Regions from separate parts of the Mus musculus genome. Here region 2 is linked to region 1. Evidence: chromatin contacts called from public HiChIP or PLAC-seq data. All regions are on one chromosome and are shown on one strand. The core of a region is the stretch at or near the end of the contact, and the rest is flanking DNA. Distances in the headings are between cores, read along the strand shown. Region 1 holds the start of Sh3bp5l (SH3 binding domain protein 5 like). Region 2 holds the start of Zfp39 (zinc finger protein 39).

Region 1 (3,820 bases), core at 376-2,875:
TACACGGCCTTCCTTATCGTTCTTTGACAAGCCACAGAATACTTTTTAGTGTAACTGCTAACTAGACACAAACTGGACTTACAGCATAGACAGTTGAAGCCTGTTCCCCTGGCACTGCCTCCCTGGCATAGCTGTAGCCATTTTGCTTCTCGCCTGCCAGTATGAGTGCCATCTCATACTGCTGCCACTGAAATTAGACTGACTGCTGACCCAGAGAATAGTCTGGCTCAGACCGTGGTCATGTTGACCATATATCCCGGTATGTTCAGAGGTTTGTTACCATGTTTTGAGGACTGTTCTTCTTGCAAACTCCCCAATTGCAGACTTCACTCAGAGCTAAGCAAGATAGAAGTCAACTTGAACTGTTATGTCTAAATTATTTAAACACACACACACACAACTTGGAAAAAGGCCAATAACCCTACAAGCCCTCCCCGCAATTGCTTGTGAGTTCATTATGGGTTTCTGCCTATATAAACTGACCCTGAAACGAAGTTCATGATAGTAGCATTCAGTTCCAGAGTCTAAGCTATGTCTACCGACCGTGGGGTGTGCATTCAATACACTATCCCTGTCTGACTGAGATTGATATTCCTGTGGTTTGTGGGGCGACTCCTGGACCCTAACAGGGACCAGCTCTGGAATTCCTTTCACTTCAGACTGTGGAACCCCGTCCTCCTCCATTCTCATGCCTCTAGAAACACCTAAAGACTCCTTCACAGATAGGAAGGCAGCTCTTGACTAAACAGACTCTTTACCGATTTACTAAACACGGGCTATGTTCAACAGAACCCAATGGGAAGAGAATTGGGCCCGGATACGTGTTTCATCTCCAGAAAAAAAGCCTGGGGCCCCGAGGCCGTCAGACATTTGTACCACGCAAGCATCCATCCTGCATCCCATCCATGGCTTCGGTCCGTCTTGCAAGCCACACATAGCACTGGTATCCAGACCACCCATGAACGAAGCAGGGAGCTCACTGGGCTAAGTTCGAGCCTCCTCCTCCCACTCTAGGAAAGTGAGCTAACAGTGAGATCCTCTGCATTCACGCGGTAGCCGGCGTCCCGTGAGGCCGGCTACTTAGCGGGAGAGATGGCGCCCGCTGCAGGTGTCGGGAGAGGTTCACCCACCTGTCTCGACCTAGAGTCCGCCGGATTCACTGAACCGAGAAAAAAGAAAAGAAAAGGAAAAAAAAAATCACTTTTGAAAAACGACTTCGTTTTTGTTAGCAATACCCAGATAGGAGCTAGCCGAAACCGGAAGTTGCATCACCTCCGGTCGCGCCAGGCAGTGACAGTCCTTAGCCCCGCCTCTGTTCCTAAAGCAACGATGGCCGCTCCCGCGTACGACACTATTGCTAGCATTTCTCGAATTGGGAGGGACTATCGATTTTCATCACCTGCTGTAGTTTTCCTCAGCAACTCTTACTCATGCATTCATTTTATTTAGGCTTGGTTGGCGGGTGAACTGGGAGCTAGGAAAGGCGACGTCGGATGTAGAGTAGCGCCATCTTGTACGGACCCTGAACGTTTAGCACGCCGAGCGTGAGCTTACATCGGGCAATACTTGTCAGAGAGGAAAAAAAAAAATAGCGTTTTTACGCGATGGCGTATTTCCGTTTCCTCTCTGCCAGGGCGTTTTTGGTTGGACGGTCTTGTTGCGGAGGGAGGGGGAAGATTGTTTGCTCCGTAGACGCTCCCCGTAAAGCAAGGTAAACTGAGGTAAAGCCGGGAAGGGGCATTTTTTTTTTCGCCTGGTTACATGGGATGGCTGGGACTCAGACGCTGGGTCCGCGGAAGAGTATGCGCTTGGAGCCTGGAGGCTCAGATGGCCCCCAGGGCTGGAGAGGCAAGGTTGGGGGATAGAAGGTGAATTGCAAAGCCGGACCGAGGGGGACGGGCTTGGTAGAAAAAGGGTGTGGAGGAGAGAGGGTGGGGCTCAGAGGGAAGTTTGGAAGGGGAGGGACTGTGGAGGGAACAGGGACGCGAGCAGAGTCGGACCTAAAGTCCTTGAGGCCGGAGGAAAGAAGTTGAGGTGGGGGACTGGTCGGATCTCGGGAGTGTGTGTTGGGAAACCAGTGGTATCTTGGGGAGACCCAGGACGCGGAGGAGGCTGCTGGCCAAGGTTCTGATGCTGACATCCTATGTAACTTGACCTTTGTGTCTCCTGCAGCTCCCCAGAGGCGCATCTCCCACCCTCTGCTTGGACTTAGCTTTCTCTCCATCTGCCACCACAGCCTGGAGGCGCTTGCCTCCACCCTCCCGAATGGTGCTCCTCTTCCCAGGCGTCGGCCCAGGATCCAGGCCCCCTTTGCTCCTTGAGTTGGAGCTGTTGCCGCTGGGGTCTCTTGGTGGGCTCCCCGTGGTGAGGTGTGAAGAACTTTTGCACAGACGAAGCTTTAGTTATAAGGACCTCCTCAGCAGTTCGAAGCTCAGCCTCTAACTGAACGCGAGGCCCATCTGTGCTGCTTCTCTTCGGCCTTTGAGAAGAGAAAGCCCTATTCTGTTCCATCCAAAGTCCAGGAAGCCTCAAACTGGGGCCCTGCTCCCAGCATGCCAGCCCTCTCTTGTGCATAGGGCTTTGCCCTCTTCCAGCCAGCATGGCTGATCTCAAAAAGGCTGCAGGGGGCCGGGAGACTCCGCAGGGGGAACTTCGGTCAGAGGTGGTAGAGGATGAGGGCCCTAGGAGCCCGGTCGCAGAGGAGCCTGGAGGAAGTGGAAGCAACAGCAGTGAGACCAAATTGTCCCCTAGAGAGGAGGAGGAACTGGATCCTAGGATACAGGTGAGAAGGCTGATGGAGGAGGTCAGAAGTCCAGAGGCCAGACTTGCTGAAGAGCTGTGGGATCAATGAGGCCTTAGACTCCTCTCTCACAGTGGGCTGGGGTGGGAAAGGGAAGCAGACATGTACATAAAACGTGGCGGTTCAGTGTGACAAGTGTGACAAGTGCTGATGGAGAGCAGGGACCCTGCCTGAGTGCTTGGGGCATAGAACCACTCATTGTTCTTCTTTCTGAATAAGCAAAAAGATTGCTAGCTCAGGTATCTTACATATCCTGGAGGCAAGAGGAGATGGCTGAGACTGGGAGGCAGTTTGGAGGCTGAGGAAATCTCCCCCCCCCCCCCCCCACCTTTTACCTTCTTAGATATGTCTCTCAGAATCATTTTGAGTTGTGAGACCTTTCAGGTATTTGAAAGGCACGGTAAGGTTTGAGTCTGTAAGGAAATCAACTCCCTTCCCTCCTCCCCATCCCCCTCTCTTTGAGACAGGATTCTCTTGTGTAGCCCTGGCTGTCCTGGAACTTGATTTGTAGACTAGGGTGGCCTAGAACTCCGAGATCTGCCTGCTTCTGCCTCCCTGCTCCTGGGATTAAATTAGGTGTGTGCCACCATGATCAGCAGGAAACTTTTTATATTGCAAGGATTTATCTCTGTTGTGATTGGCCTTTAATATATATTTCTGGCTCTTGGAATTGTGGGCTTACCAAAAGAATGTCAGGATAGTTTACTGTCATGGAATGTGCACAGTCTAGTTGGTAAACCAGAGAGATGGTTGTGTAAGAGACTCAGGGAACTGGTATGAGGAAGAGTGGTCATTGTGGAGGAGATGGCCTGCTAGGACAAGCTTAGTTATCTATCGTGTTTCAGGGTACTGTCTAAATGGACTGTATGGGAAAGTTTCTGATATGGGCTGATAATGGCTAATACGTGCTGTATGTCTGGGGTCCAGGGCTGCTATTCAGATAGGTTGCATCTGAGATGCTGTTACTGGGAACATGATTTAGCTCCTTCTAGGTAGCTAGAACATCCCAGAGCTTGAATT
Region 2 (3,820 bases), core at 875-3,374, 570 kb after region 1:
ACTGGAATTGTTCAGCTTCATTTCTGGACTGTTCCTTTGTGTAGAGAAACACAGTTGATTTTATTTCTGACCCCTGTTATTTTGCTCAACTTTTTCATGGGTCCTATTTGTAATGAACGGAGTGCCAGCTCATCTCCAAACGCATGCGGTTATGACCCTCTTCCTTCCAATTTACATGACCCTTAGTCGTGCTGCCTAGGCTGCTGCCAAAGGTTGTGGAAAGTACCTCTAGGACAGTGACAACAGAGGCGGTGAGGATGGAGATGTCTTATTTCTAGTCTCAGGAAATAGAAATGCTGATTATTTTAATCAAGTGTGACATTAATTACAAGCACAATGTTGTATCTCTCCATCACATACAGAGGTCTAAGGACAAATTGTGGGACCTGGTTCTTTCCTCTCACCATAAGGGTCCTGGAGATCTAACTCAGGTCGTCAGGACTGAGTCCTTTACCCACTGATCCATCTGGACGGCACTCTTGTGGATTTTCAATTGTTGATTGCTATGGTGTGTTACACTAAATCATGTTTAAATAAAGAGTACATTGCATACTTATAATTTCATACCACTGTTTCTAGATAAGGCAAGGGAATAAGGAAGATAACACGCACATACATGACCTTCTCTAGTTCCCCATTTACCTTTACTGGTGCCTTGTGTTTTCTTGCTCTATTCCGCTGGGTCCGTCTCCAGTAACTGTAGGTGACTGGCCTCTTCTTGTAGCTTCTCTTACGCTTTCTAGTTTCAAGACATCGACTGGGGAGTTGACTCAAGGAGTTCTCCACACTGTCAGGCTGCAAGTTCCTCTATAAAGCAATGTTGGAGATGCCATGTGAGTGACTTAGAGCCACCTCTGTGCCGGACACACTGCAACCACACATGAACTAAAGCAAAATTCAAAGGAACAACACCCCACTCTCGTCTCCAGCAAAGGAGTCACTGTCATCTTGTGCTCTTGGCAAATGCAGTGCCCCCAGTACACAATTCAAACTTTCTGCTGTCATAAAAGTAAATGCTGGAAAATGCTTCAAAACAATTGTTAGACAATATCACAACACACCAAGTACTGACACAAGCTTTGCTATACCATTTACAGTATTTATAAAAACTTAAGTTTCTTCCTTCCACATGACATAGTATTAGAAAGACACTTCCAAGAGTATCAACTTGAAACTTATAGATTCCGTGGTATATAATGTAAATTATAGCTACAGACCAGTCAAAGAGGCAGGAATTCTGACTTGTTCTACTAACTGTTTTGAGTTCTATTTGAGATTTTACGATGTTAGGGGAAATGGGGATTTTAAATGGAGTTTGAAATTTTTCTGTGCCCCATTGTAAAGAAGGGCACAGATTCTTTTGATACCCACAGCCACACTTAGGACTAACTTCCTACAACTCTGCCCCACCAGTAATGCAGGGGTTAATCTACTCATGAGGCCAGAGTCATTGGAATGTCACCTTTGGAACGGCCCTCACACAGCCAAGAGTGTGTTTTTAATGTAGGCAGCAGTCAATCCCATCGAGCTGACAGTTGGTTACCAAGTACATACACTTCACAAATAGGTGTCTCCAGAGCCATAGGGAGCAGATACATCATTACGGCAAAGGACGTGAATCCAGTGTGGAAGAGAGAGACGCTGCACGTGCTCTCTCACTACACTCTCCACACAAGCCAGTACAGTAAGAGCCTTGCTGATAATGCGGAGGCCAGGAGATGCCCCAGCCCAGGCTCACGCCACACCTCAGGCTGCTCCAGCATCCAGGGCTGTCACTGCTTGACAGTGAGACACCGGACACAGCAGCTGTGGCACCGGAGTCTGGACCAAGAGAAGAGTGCGGCTGAGGACAAGTGTCCCTGCAGAGTCAGGGAGTGTGGCGGCTCAGCCACGTCAAGACCTAGGGAGACAGCCTGTGGGCTCAGCCCTGCATAGGCCTCGCAGAGCCGAACCGCCTGCACAGGGCAAAGCGGAGGAAACCGGAACCCTGCCGGTTCCTGCGGGCAGCACTCACCATGGCGCCCCCGTCCGCCTCCGGCAGCTGACTGGCCTGAGGCACCCGGACACCCCAGCTCAACTGACCGATCAAATGTAAAGATGGCGCGAGACAAAGCCCCCGCGAACTAGCGAACCCGCCAAGGCCCGCCCCTGTGCCCGGGCTGCGCTCCTGATTGGACCGCCCCTCAGTCCCCGCCCCATCATCGTGCCTTGATTGGCCACAGATAGCACCAATCGATGACTTGAGAAAGGCAGACTACCCCAAAAAGTGGCTGCTGCGAAATATTTTCAGTTTTGTTTTGTATTTTGTTTTTCAAGACAAACCCACGCTGGCCTCGAACTCATGGCAGTCCCTCTGCCTGGGCTCCAAAGCGCTGAGATTACATGAGTTGACCGCTATGCTCCCCTTGTCCGAAGGTAAAGCTCACTCCAGGTGGATGACGAGATTAGCATTTAGTTCATTATGTGAATTATGTCATGTGAATTATGAACTGTACATAGGAATATATTATTCACAAATGTAAAGAAAACGATGACAATTATTTTTAAATTTCAAATAACGTTTTCTTGTGTATGTATGTGTGTGTGTGTGTGTGTGTGTGTGTGTGTGTGTTTTGTCTTTGATCTTTGGCCCCAGAACTTTTGAATAGAGAAGCTGACAGAAATCAAATAGAAACTATCTGTTAACGAGAATGTCAAGTACAAATAAAATGTGACACACATTGTCATTTAAATTTTCCTGGAATTCACATTGAAAAATTAATCTGACTGTATTAATAGGAAATATAAGCCCCTCAAAGAGCACCCAGTGGCCAGGCCCTGCCCCTGAGGCCCTCCAACCACTAGGCTCCACCTACAAAACGTTCTATAGGCCAAAACTGCAGGTTAAGCTCCGCCCCATAAGAAAAAAAAAAAAAACCCTTAAGCTCAGAACTTCAAATCTCACCAACCCCTGAGCTTGCCCCAAGATCCGGACTTCAAATCCCACCAATCCTCATCCTGGAAAGCTCTGTGCCCGCCCCCTTCCCCAAGAAACCCCTTAAAAAGTCCACCTCCAGCTCCGTTGCTCCTTGCTACTTCTTTCCAGAGCAGAGGCAGCTACCTACTTGTGTTTTGTCCGAATAAATCTCTTGTTGTGAGGTTTGTTGTGTGGTGTGACTTTGTGCTGTTCTTTGGCTCCCATCTGCCAGGACACTTTTCCCCTCGGAACTGTAACATTTATGGTGTCCTGACCTGAAGAGGCTCCTCCTCCTGTCTGTGCACCCCCTTGGGGTCTGAGCCATATTGGGACCCATCCTTCACCTCCAGTCCATCTGCAGCAGACTGGCGTTCTGACTCACGGATAGCTCAGCGCCTCCCCTCTCAGCCCCCCAGGCCCCATCCACCAGCGGCATTAGGTAAATTTCCCATTCGGTCAGTTCAAACACTTCCCTGAGTCTGCGGAAGTGGCTATTGAGTTATTTGGCGCCCCTCTGGTACTCTTGGAGGCAGAGGTACCCCCCCACACCCCCAGCCACGGTCTTTGAGGCTACGGCTGGCTCTCTTCACCTGCCCCCTCCTCCTGAGAGCTACAATCTTGCAGTGTTTAGGCCCACAGGAGCTATTGGGCCCCTTCCTGTCTTCTTTCCCTACCTTTCCTTCAGAGCTGATCATAAATACACAGCCCCTCTAGGGCCTCGTAGCTTTTGTGACCCTGCTTCTGATTCTTCCCTGTGGATGAGACAACTCCCCTCCCCTCCCTCTAGAGTTTAGTTCTCATCCTCACCTTTGGGCTGCTACAACAGCCCTGGTACTAAGTCTCTCCTCAGGTTTCGCCAGGCTA

What was found. HiChIP or PLAC-seq counts read pairs in DNA pulled down with a chosen protein or histone mark.
Region 2: a contact with region 1 is called in an H3K27ac HiChIP or PLAC-seq map of epiblast stem cells, with 5 times the contacts expected there. The contact joins the promoter of Zfp39 here to the promoter of Sh3bp5l in region 1. A contact is called at or near these places in 7 of 39 promoter capture datasets (the C10 cell line, cranial neural crest, embryonic stem cells and 3 more), 4 of 484 Hi-C or Micro-C datasets (cortical neurons, embryonic stem cells, pre-B cells and 1 more), 11 of 115 datasets of contacts at active chromatin or transcription factors (acute myeloid leukemia, astrocytes, cardiomyocytes and 6 more) and 2 of 9 other capture datasets (liver and macrophages).

The regions. Positions count from the first base shown.
Region 1 is chr11:58,329,082-58,332,901 of GRCm38.p6, forward strand. Sh3bp5l (SH3 binding domain protein 5 like) reads left to right here and starts at 1,626. Exons shown (of 7, transcript NM_024480.5): 1 at 1,626-1,711; 2 at 2,173-2,782. The coding sequence starts at 2,600. It also overlaps a transcript of Zfp672 not described here.
Region 2 is chr11:58,902,101-58,905,920 of GRCm38.p6, forward strand. It overlaps Zfp39 (zinc finger protein 39), which reads right to left and starts at 2,125. Exons shown (of 5, transcript NM_011758.2): 1 at 2,015-2,125; 2 at 643-807. The coding sequence starts at 2,017. Gm12257 (a long non-coding RNA gene) reads left to right here and starts at 2,246. Exons shown (of 4, transcript XR_879896.2): 1 at 2,246-2,415; 2 at 3,189-3,395; 3 at 3,807-3,820.